Linked DNA regions of Pan troglodytes: region 1 is linked to region 2. The links are chromatin contacts, called in public Hi-C maps. All regions are on one chromosome and are shown on one strand. Each heading gives the region's core, a stretch centred on a gene start, on an enhancer-like site or on the middle of the called end of the contact. The rest is flanking DNA. Distances are from core to core; before and after follow the strand shown.

Region 1 (6,024 bases), core at 892-3,391, 430 kb before region 2:
AAGACTGATTCAATCACTCCTGAAAATAACTTGGAGAGAGATATGTCCACCTGTTCTTGCCAGTGAGGAAACTGAGGCTCACAAGGTTAACACCCCAGAATTGCATCTGGGATTTGGTTCCGAAGACCACATCCTCACTCCTCACTGTGCTAGATTCTCCTGTATTTGTTTCTTTTTGTCTCCCGATAGGATTTAATGGCACAGATCATTTATTGTGCTATTTTGTTGCTTTTCCAATGGGCCTAGCTAAGGACTGAGAACATGATATTCCTTTGATAAACACTCACTGATTTTGGCTTCTGACTTCCAGACTTAATAATGTTGTGACCCCCAAAAGAGGCAGGCAATTTATGTAAGCAGTGGTCACCAAAATTATTTGCCCTGATAAATAACATAATAATCAGCACCAGGCCAAAGTGACCAGTGATATCCAGATGACAAACTGCTTAACCTCGGCTGTCTCCTTCCTTTTCCTCCTTAAAAATAAGAAAACCAAGGTAAAATGCCTAAGAGCTCATTGCTATTCTGAAATCATTTTGCTTCCAACTCTTATTTAAATCATCTCAGGGGTTTTGTTGACATTATCTGCCAAAGATTGTAATTCATCTTTCCAAAAAGGAGAGAAGCATCAACCCATCAAACAATGCCCTTCCTTCTACAGAGAGCTGAGGTCTGAGTTTCCCTCCCGACTGCTGGGGCAAGTGCTCGCTACCAGGCCAGCTGATTGCACAGGGCCCCTGGATGCATTTCTAAAGGGTCATATTTACAGTGTCGGATGGTTGGGCACTGCGGAGCTTAATGGGATTCTTAATAAAGGCAGCCTTCATTAAGACGGGAGTACAGGCAAGGTGCCCTTGCGTTTGAGGAAAGGACGACCCAGTGCAAGACGGATGCTCCCCCTTGGCTTGGAAATCACGCGGGTCAAGTGCCTTGTCATGCATTAACAGCCTTTTAAGTTCCTAGGCAGATTAAGAGGAGCGGTGTAGATAAATGAAAAAGAGGAATCATGTGATCTGTCTTGGTAGCATAAACATTGAGACACAGCAGCTGCATTTAAACACAGCAATTTGCTAAACGAGTGGTTGGCGACTTTCCAGATGGCCAATGTGACACAGGGCTTGGATGAATCCTTTATTCAATCATGCATCTGTCTAGACAGAGACATTGAAGGCCAGGTTATAGCCACTGCAGGAGTGGCAGCAGCAGCAGCAGCAGCTTTGAAAGCCTTATATAAAACATGCTCGGTATTGCCCGTGAGGCAGCTTGGCCACAGATCAGCTGGAGAGGGTGCGGCGGCATGGTGTGTGTGGAGCCTCCAGGAAAGCCGTCTTCTCAGCTGAATGACGGCCAGCTTGGAACAAGGGCTCTCTCTCTGCCCGTCTTCCTACTGTGTCACTTCACACACCTACCCGAAGAGATGGGGGTGGGTGATCTTAGGGGAATAAGGCAGCAGTATCAGTGTGGAAAGCAGCAATACTGGTTGTGTTCTATGTCCCTTTTTTAAAAATGTGCACATTAAAGTCATTTCAAATGTGTTTTATCTTGAATTTCTAGTTGACTTAAAAATTCCCTAAGTAGATAAAAACAGATGCTTAGCTTTCAGCCATGACCCTACTTTGCCTTCCCTTTTCCCTCCTCCTAGCATTCAATTCAGTCTTGGATTGAGGACTTTGCTAGAGATGATATCCTGAAGTTAGTGGCTGTAGAGGCTAGGGGGTAGACAAGATGACCACTCAGCCCCAGTTCAACTGACTGATTTAAACCAAGTCAGGTAAACTGGAGGCACCCGATGGGCCTTTGGCGTGACTGATAAAAACAGGCAGCCAGAGGGCTTCCCTGGGCTGCAATGGGGACTTACGGGAAATGCAGCTCTACTGATTGGTTTCCCTCTGGTAAGTTGTATCTCCAAGCCTATTTTATTTTTATTCTTTTATTAAAAAGTTTCCATGGGCAAGGGTTTCACTGTGTTCAGCAGCCATTCGAGTGTTGTTACCGGAACGTTCTAAGCGTTTAGTAAGCAGCTCTGCCCCACCCCACCCCTGGAACCCTCAGGGCCAGCCACGATTCTTCGCCCTCCACACAGAGCAGCAGCTTCCGTTTACTTCTGACTCACAAGGAGCATTTTAACCCGATGAATCACCAGCAGCACTTCCTGTGACATTCTGGGGAAAACTACAGTTTGCTTAGGAAGGACTCTGAAGCACTTCACTTGCTGTGGTGTTTGATCTGCATGGGGTGGAAAAATTTCAGTTCTGCTCTGTGTGGACACACCGAAGCCTTCTCACCAACTCTTGGAAGTTTCCTATCATCAGGGCTAGGTCTACTCCATAGTCAGCCTGAAATGAATGGATTAAATGAACAAGGCTGTCCCCGGGAGGATACAGCATATCCCCCTCACTGATCTCACCCAGATGCCACTCCTTTTGTAACTGTTCTGGGCTTAGTTTACTCATCTGAACCACAAAGCACAGATAATTATCTAAGGGATGATGTTCTCAATTCTCCCAAAGGTGGTACCTCACCAGCGCCATTCTTCAGGTATAGGTAAGAAACAAATCCACACATACGAGAAATGCTTTAGGGTGTGGTCGGCCTAGACCTTATCAATGGAGGGCTTTGATAGTAAGAGTCCAGGCAAGGGTAAGGGAGTTGCCCTACTACCTAAGTTATGCCACAAGGTGAGAACAATGAGCTCTGAAACAGTTCCAAATTCGTTCAAGTCCTGGCAATGAGAAAACAGAAAGCGTAGAAAAGTCAGTGTTTTAACCTTCTACAGAAACAGTTCTCTTAGTATGTCAAATGTAATGCAGGTGAATATTATCGAAAGATCTTCAACTGCATGATCTAGGGCCAGGTATTACAAATCTAAAGCTGCCCCAAGGACAGTCACGCACCAAAACAGCCTTTGTGGCATGTGGTGACAAACCAAGTTCCCCTGGCTGTTGTCAGCGTATTGCAGAGGTGGCTTTCCTTATGCTGAGTATGACTGGGCCCCTGATTGCCAGGATACATGGCAATTAAGAAGCATGCAAATTGTGAAAACCTTGAAAACCAAAAGGTGATTAGGTGACAGATTAGGTGACAAGGCAGGCAGTCAGTGCTTCTGCTTTATAAATAAACTCATTTTTTCTCTTACACAAAACCTGAGGCTATGCTAGATGCCAACATGAGCTCTTTAATGCGACGTTCACGTTAAGCATTTTTATAACCTAATGAAAATTTGATTTTTAAAATGAGCATCAAATGAGGCCTGAAATACTGTTTGAAAATGTCACGACTTTTTAACATTTAAATATAGCTTTACACAGAGTCACCCTTGATTGACATTTTATTCCATTTCAGGTCTGTTAATTAAGAACCGTAGACACTAGCAACAAAGATTAAAGCAGCAGAGGCCGAAAACTTACTGAAATAAAATGCAGCTCTGATTTGCTCAGAACCCACATCAAAGCGGAAGCACGGATCCTGGCTCATGCACATCTGGTCCACTAGGGGGCAGTGAATGATCGCGCCTCCAGCGGGCGGGCTTGTTCTACATCCACCTGAAGTGTGCAGGCCTTTCACACAAGTGAGCTGCGCTGCCGCCAAGGCAGGTGTAGGGACTAGCCAGTTATTGCTACTAGCATAATATGCCAGAAGGATGAAGTGAAATTATCGTTTGAAAAACTGAACAATGAAAAAAGTTCATTTCTACCAATAAATTTGCATGGTAAGGAACAGGTGGTGCCGCTGTACCTGCCCGGGTCCTGTTCCCTGGCTCCTGGTGGAGGGCAGTGACCAGGCTGGGCTGCACCCAGAAGGGCAGCCACGGAGAGGGGTAGAGCCAGGGAGCCCCGTTTACGCAGTTGCTGGGGCTGGCAACCACCGGGCACGAGTGACCAAGGCGGGCTTCCCCTACTCATCCTGTCCCTGTGCCGGGGTCCATTTGGGGGAGTCCCAGGCCCGGAAGCCGAACAGCACACATCCGGGGGCACCATCCGAGCCATAGGCTGTGTGGATGCCCCCTGGAGCCGGGCAGTTCCCAGATCAGCCCCGCTCCCACCACGTGGGGGCCCTGTAGAGAGAAAGGCAACACCGGAGCAAAATTAGGAATTGGGGCCAGCTGGATTTCAATGTCTGCGTGTTCCCTTCTCATTCTTCTTCTATCCCCTCCTTGATTCAAGAATCTGGTGCCCTCCTGTCTTTGTCCAGTCCAAACCTGTTCTTCTAGGATATCCAGTCATTCACCTTCCACTGTTTCCTTCACCACCTCCCAAGGGAATTTGCATTTAAGCCTATTTATTTATTTTTTGAGACAAGGTCTCCCTCTGTCACCCAGGCTGGAGTGCATTGGAGCAATCATAGCTCACCGCAGCCTCAAACTCCTGGGCTTAAGCGATCCTCCCACCTCAGTCTTCTGAGTAGCTAGTATTACAGGCACATGCCACCATGCCTGGCTAATTTTCTATTTTTTATTTTTTGTAGAGGCGGAGTCTTGCTAGGTTGCCCAGGCTGGTCTTGAACTCCTGGCCTCAAGCAATCCTCCTACCTCAGCCTCCCAAAACTCTGTGTTTACAGGCATGAGCCACCTTGATCGGCAAGACTTATTTCTAATTCTGAAGCAAAATACAGAGAAAAGGTTTCTCCCTCCTGGCCCTGATTAACAAGAATCTCCCCTGCAAATGGAAAGGAAACCAGATGTGCCATTTCCCCCAGCACTCTGACTTCAGTGATTTTAGAGTGACTTCTGTGTTCCCAGACCCATTTCTTCACATAGTCACCTGGAACATCTCTTTTGTTTCCTCGAGAGTCAGTGAAGCCTCGTGGGCAGGTGCAGAGGCTATGCAGATCTGCTTGGGTTCAAATCCCAGCTCTGCCACCTCCTAGGGGCATAGAACCTTGGGCCAACTGCATAGCTGCTATGAGCCTCCATTTCCCCATTGTCACAAATGGCATGGTCATAACCACCTCGTGGGGATGTCATGAGGACTGAACGGAAAGCACTGAAAAGAGCACAAGGCAGACAAACCAGCACTCGCACCTGCTCCCTCGGCATGGCTTGCTCACCAACGCCGCATTTCCTTTTCCGCTTCTCTCTTCGTTTTGCCTCCGCTTGAGACACAGATGCTCCTGTCCTCGTCCCTCCCCCTCACTTCTCCCTGAAAGGATGGCAGATGGTCTTCTGGCCCCTGACTCAGCGCCTTCCACTCTCCTTCCACCCTCCACACCTACCTGGCCATTGCTGTAGAGAATCAGGTACTTGTCAGGATCCACGGAACTAAAGCAAAGAATGCAAAAGCAAAACCTCATCTTCAGACATTAAGAATGACAGACTCGTTGTGTGTGTGTGTGTGTGTGTGTGGTGTGTGTGTGTGTGTGGTGTGGTGTGTGTGTGTGTGTGGTGGGGAATCCGACACATGTCCTCTGTGTCAGGCCTGTGTTCTATTTGTAGAACAGTCTTGGAAATAGACACTTGTTTACTTCGCCTGGATCAGGAGTGATTTCAGATTCTCTTCATTTAATCATCTACTTCCACTGTGCAGATTTATAATTAAAATAAGAAACTTATTTATAAAACCAGAGTGGGAGCCGAGAGATGGCTGCAAGGAGATGCTTCTGCTGTTGAGGCCTCTGTGCAGTCGGCTCTAAGTTACACTGGGTGGCCTGGAAGGAGTTGCAGGGACCTCCCGGACATAGCCACAGATCTCTCACATCAGAGGGAAGAGACAGGGCTATTGGCTCCCTAAACCCAGCATATGAGGTGGAGAGTGAGGACATTTCTCTCAGAGAGAGGCTGGGTTTGCATGAGGAATTTCTGTGACCCTTTGCTTTGGGTAGGCACTTTGAGTTTGGGTGCCACTGGCTGGTGCCAGGACCAGGGTAGGCAAGCAGCTCCCCTCAATGGAGGAAGTCTGAAGTATGGGTGGGGCTGGCAGGAGGGTGGAGACGACGGCAGGCGGAGGGGACAAGGAGGCCAGGAAAGAGAAGAAGGAGCGGGAGGAGTGGAGAATGAAATGGCAAGACACAAGTGGTGTGACCTTTCCC
Region 2 (5,667 bases), core at 2,168-4,667:
AATAAAAATTCTATTTACTATAAAAAAGAACCATGCTATTTTATAAGACGTATATAGTAAACAGCTTTTGAGGGCTATATGTCCTAGAATAAACATATTCTAAAATTATAATCTTGAAGTGAAAATGATACCTATATTTATAAATCCAGCAAATTTGTGAACAGAGGGTAGTGACTGGCAACAGGACCAGTTTTCATAGCAGACTCATTTGTCAACAAATTAAATAAAACTTGTAGTAGAGGTAGCTACTATTTAAAGCAAACTATATTGACCAGAATTTGAAAGCCTAACTTCTTAGAGTCTATGTACAATTTGAAACAAATATGCCAGCATTATACTGAGAAAAATCCCAGATCCATTGTGCCACTATTTGACAGGAACAAAAGAACCAATGAACCATATATTCCATACATTCCTATTGTTTTCAACTACCAACATTAATACTTCACCAGTTGGGAAAAATACTACTTATTAAAAGCTGCTAACAAATTATTATTTGTAAATGATCTAATTTACACCACATTTAACTTATTTTGTTATCTGAACAAAAATATAAACACTGTCCTAATACAAATTACATATGTGGCAAGCTTGTTTTGAGTGTAGTCCTATGGTGCAGAACTACATTTAACAGAGTAAAAATTACAAGAGACCGGAGCTCAGTGTAAGCAAAAAATAATTAAGAGCATTTTAATTGTGGGTTCACAATGATAGGAAAATCAAATACAGGAGACCTTTAGGGCAGAAGAGAATTATCACTTAGCAGAAATGCTGTAAAATAATTCTAGGCATAAAGTCTTTCCCAAATCCAAGAATCCATGATTCTATGACACCCATCTCCTGGGAATCGATGGCTCACAATTCACTTTAAAATCTAATTACGCTATTCTGGTTCGGCTATATAAACTTCACAAACCTTTCAAGCCAAGGAATAATTTCAAAAATAAAACTGCTTTTTAAAGAAAGTATCGGCGAATCTTAATTTCCTATTCCTGAAGAAATAACCATAAGACAGAAATTTCTCAACTGCAGCACTACTGATATCTTTGACCAAATAATTGTTTGTGAAGGCTGTTCTATGCACTGACGATGTTTAGCAGCGTCACTGACCTTTACCCTCTAGATCCAACAGCCAAAAGTTTCCTGACTTGCCAAATGTCCCCTGGTAAGCAAAATCACCCCTTCTGGTGAGAACTACTGATGCTAACTTTTTTCTTTCTTTTTAGGCACAGACAACTTATTATCTTTGGCTGGTTCTATTTATAATCTACTTACAAAAGAGAACTATGTAGGAGTCAAACTTACGCTTTTCAGGCTTTGTACCTGCAGATCTTGGTCCAGAAACTTACTTGTAAAATTAGTTTCTTCTAAGAATTAAATGAGATAAAGCATGTAAAAAGTTTAGCACCTGACAAATTAAAGTTACTATTTGGTGCTAATTTTATACTTCATTCTGCGTAGAGAAGCAGTACACGTCGTATCATTCTGCGGTACTCTCAAATGGGAAACTAGTAGGCTATGTACCTTGAATAAACTGTTTTTGATGAAAATTTCCATCTACCTGAGGGAACCTAGAAAACTTTTTCAAATCAAACGGTTTTCTCTTTGTCTCTCTCAATTATAAAATATAAAGAGTCTCCAAATCTGCTCTCCTGATTCCATCACCCAACATTTCAGCGGGAAAAATCAGATAGGTTGGTGGTTGAAATCCCGAATATATAGAATCCCCCAAAAGAAAATTCATTTAATACCAGAGGTTTATTTGTCCATATGAGGGACATAAAAAAAATACCAGAGGTGGGCTCCCCAGGTCTTCTTCCAAATACAATTCACTTTGACTTACATACAAAATCCCGGGGGGGGTTTTACAACTTAATTTGACCCTAAGTAACTGCTCTTCCTCCCTTCAAAAACAATCTGCTCCTCCTTCCCATATCTCACTTAAATGTGGGCGTCTCCATCCTTCCAAACACACAGACTAGAAAGTCTGAGTTGTTCCCTATTCTTTATTTCCCTCTTCGCACAGTAAGTCACCAAATTCTGTGGACAGTTCTTTGGAAAGGTCTCAAATCTCTACCTCTTTCCCTTCCATATCACTGTCAAAATGATGCCTCTACAAGTCTGAGCCTGTCAATGCTTAGTTTAAAATTCTCTATTTACTCTAGCCTGATTACAGCAAACTCCGTCCAAACAGCCCAATATAACCTAAAGGTAGTATTATGACCTACCTAGCTTTCCAGTTCTATCTTCCTCAACTCTACTTCACCCCCAGCATCTTTCTTCTAACATCCCCTTTTCATACTTCTGTGAACCACTTATACTCCAGAAGCCTTAATGTGAATTATTAGCCCAGCATGAACCCAGTTAGATAGCACAATGAACGTGTCAAGGTGGCCCTGGGAATCGCAAAAAGTATTCAATTAAACTTAATTCACACTTCTGTGTGCAAAATGGAGAAACCCAGGGAAACAGCTGTTCGAAGAGGGCGCCTTAAACCCATCCATTTGAGCTCGCCCTCCGAGAGCGAGTAGGCTCGGCACGTGAACTGTCAAAAGCGAGGCCACAACCGACCTGGAAGCCGAGGAAAAGGGTCGGCTTTCTGCACCCAGCCCTGTCAGGTACCAAACCCAACTGTCTTGAATCAGAGAGGAACAGGACCAAAGGAGGTGAGTTTCAACACCCAAACTAAGAAGCCGAAGGAGGCGCAGGGTCCGTTAACCCTGCCCATCTCCACGCTCCTTGGAAAACGAAAACAAACTCTGGTTTCTCTTCAGCGTTCACCTCTCTGCGCCCAAACGGATCTGTAAGTCCAACCTTTCCCACTCGAACCCCGTCCCAGCCCAGCCCATCCTTTCAGCGCGCCGACTACCCCATAGGTCATCCCAGCTCTGTCTCTTTTCCCAATTTCGAGAGCGGAAAGAAACCCCTCCCTCTTCTCCCTTACCTGCCGCGGGCACTCCCCTTCTTGGTACCGGGTCGATCGGAACTCCTGTTCCAGCTTGATCTCCACCCTAGTTGCAACGTTCAACCCACGTTCCCGTCGGACTGCTCCTCCCCCACTCGCGTCTCCACTAGGAAGGCGGCTTCCGGCTTGAGTCCGCGGCAAAAGAGTCCTCCTTCCTGCTGCACGCTGGGCCTGAAAGGACGGAGGCGTGGCGGGGAAGGTGAAGACGTGAGCACTTCCGGTCGCGCTCCGCAGAGGCGTGGCTGTCCGCCCTGTGGCCGCAGACGCAGTTGCGACTGCGGCGACGAGGAGGGGCGGGGCCGGTGGCTGCTGAGCCCGCCATGTGTGAGTGGCTGGGTTTGGGGAGGCGACGTTTCTGGAAGCTGCTGGAAAGCGCCCGAGTGGCGGAGGTGGCGCCAGCGGCCAGGGGGTGGGGCGTGATTAAAACTAGTGCGCGGCTTTCTGCGGAGGGATTACGCTGACGAAAGAGACCTGCTTGCGCGTCGCTGTTCCGTGGTCCGCGCGAACGTGGTCGGGAGCCGCTGGTTCCTGGGGTGATCCGCGGAGGTGGGAGAGGGAAGGGCTTCCGAAGCCGGCGGGGGTGCCATGGAACCTCTCCGCCGGCGCGGCCTTCACAGCTGGGCCGCGCCGGGCATCCGTAGTCCGCTCTCCCAAAGCCTCGGTGGAGCTGAAGCTGCCACAGAGTGCATGTTCACAAAGGGTCATCACACACGGAGCTGCCCCTCCCTGTCTCCCTAGAGCCCATCTTCGAGGCCAGGGGCTTTTCTACCAGGATTCTGGGGTGTTTCTCCTCCTTTCCTCCCTCCCAGATCTTCTCACGGTAAGGGGAGCAGCGAAAGCGCAGGGACTTTGCATTCCACGACCCGTTCTGACTAGTCAGCAGCCGATCTGTCCCTGCTGCTCTAATTCCAGCTGCCCTGCCTTGTTTTAACTTCAGAGAAAGGGGGAGTTCTCATTTGATAAGTTTAAGCCTTTGCTTTCGTAGGAAGGTCATGTGGCTTAAGGGACATCGTGACCGCGTATGCTATTTCTGCCTGTGCATTCTAAATCTTGGGGGCAGCATATTCCAGAAGTCCTTTTGGTCGATTGGTTCTGTGTCCTAGGATAACAATTTGTAGTTTCTGACCATTTCTTTACAGAAAAACCACAATTGGTATTTTGGACTGCGGGGTTTTTTAGTGGTCTCAAACTAAATGATTATATTCTGGAATAATGCTGACAATTTGGATAGGGTGGTGTGGAGGAAACAAGTCTTGTGTAGAAGAAATTATTTAGTAAAAAGGATTTTAGTTTTTGGTACTTCTGAATGCAAATGGCCAAGGAATCCAGCAGTTTGTTGGGGTTTCTCCAGACAAAAATAGGCTGGTTAGTTTGTTTACCTTTTTCTGTTGCTTTACTAGATTATTAATGTATTTGTATATTTAAGATCTAGCTAGTTAGGTTTTTCTTTTTTATGAATTGTGATTAAAATTGGAGAAAGTAGTACTTCCTCCTGAAATAGACAAAACTGGGTTGTTTTCTTGTTCACCACTGCTACTTCCGTTTTTAGAATGGAATACACTATTTGTAAAAAACAAACTTGCTGAGTATTAACTCATAAATTGAACAAAACAATTGGTTCAGTTAAAATGTAGCTAAAATTGTAAGACTGCAAAACAACATCACCAAACTGAATTGTATTTTTTAAAACGTTGTCTGCAAAGTTGAATTTTAGTCTTTCAGTGTAAATTTGGTATTTTTTCAGAAGAAAAATTAGTAACAGAAACAAAATGGAGGCGGGGCTTGAGTTGTAAAGAGAAAGGAAGGGATTTTAGCGTGTTCTGTGTTTTCGCTCTAGAGCTTTTTCCTCTTGTAAAAGGTAGTACAAGACTTATAAAGGGAAGAACTTTGGTATAGGAGATCAGCAGAGATTGACTAGAAAACCCCTTTCGTTTATATTATAGAGTAACGGTCCCAAGTTGAGAATACTGTATACATTTCTGCTTATTCCTATATATTTGAAATGCTTTTTTCTACATATCCTGGTCCCAGAGAGAGTGCAGTACCTTCCAGTGGGATTAAAGCTAATTGCGTCCATCCGCTTGTCAGCAGTGTGGGACAGAAATTTTATTGACCTATTTCCAGTTATAAACTCACATGATTTAAAGGGAGGAAGCTTTTATTAAATTAATAACTAACGAACAGCTGCAGTAGTTCAGTGCTGCTGTATGATTAGGATTTTCTCTTTTTTTCTCTCATTTTAGCCACTCACGATGTCAGCTCGTGCACCTTCTGCTAAGTTAGATTCCTTAACCACAATACAAGTCTTTGGCACAAACCTGGGATATAAAAGCTACTTGCTATGATTTCTTTTTCTAGTCTCATAAAAAAAAAATGAGAGTTGAAGTGACTGACTGCTTTCTAGAAGCACTCTATGAGTACAGTCTCTAATCCCACATCTCAATCTAACATTCAGAAAGCGGTGAAAACCAAAAACTTCTTAAGCTTGGCAACAAAATTCATTTGGTAGCAAAATATGACCTGAACTATTGAGAAGCTGTATATAGTCTTTATCCCATGTGTTTTGCTGAAACTATATTAATATGTTTGATTATGGGGTGCTGCCCTTGGCCCCTGGTATGTGTTATATAATGGTTTATATACCTTGTAACACTTAAAAATTGTGTGAAATTCTTATTTCTAAAACACATCCAACCCTTGGG

What was found. A called contact is a pair of places that touch in the nucleus more often than the background predicts.
Region 1: a contact with region 2 is called in a Hi-C map of stem cell-derived neural progenitor cells, with 2.9 times the contacts expected there. The contact joins the enhancer-like site here to the promoter of USPL1 in region 2. A contact is called at or near these places in 1 of 7 Hi-C or Micro-C datasets (stem cell-derived neural progenitor cells) and 1 of 1 datasets of contacts at active chromatin or transcription factors (stem cell-derived excitatory neurons).

Annotation. Positions count from the first base shown.
Region 1 is chr14:30,210,933-30,216,956 of NHGRI_mPanTro3-v2.0_pri, reverse strand. No RefSeq gene overlaps it. Among named protein-coding and RNA genes, the nearest start is that of TEX26, 110 kb to the right of the region's middle. Within about 2 kb of position 2,141, at least 16 of the 24 cell types and tissues checked have an H3K27ac peak or open chromatin away from gene starts, as enhancers often do. A contact at or near this core is called in stem cell-derived neural progenitor cells, where this site is marked.
Region 2 is chr14:29,785,152-29,790,818 of NHGRI_mPanTro3-v2.0_pri, reverse strand. It overlaps USPL1 (ubiquitin specific peptidase like 1), which reads right to left and starts at 3,417. Exons shown (of 9, transcript XM_522652.8): 1 at 2,945-3,417. It overlaps HMGB1 (high mobility group box 1), which reads left to right and starts at 2,502. Exons shown (of 5, transcript XM_054665163.2): 1 at 2,502-2,803.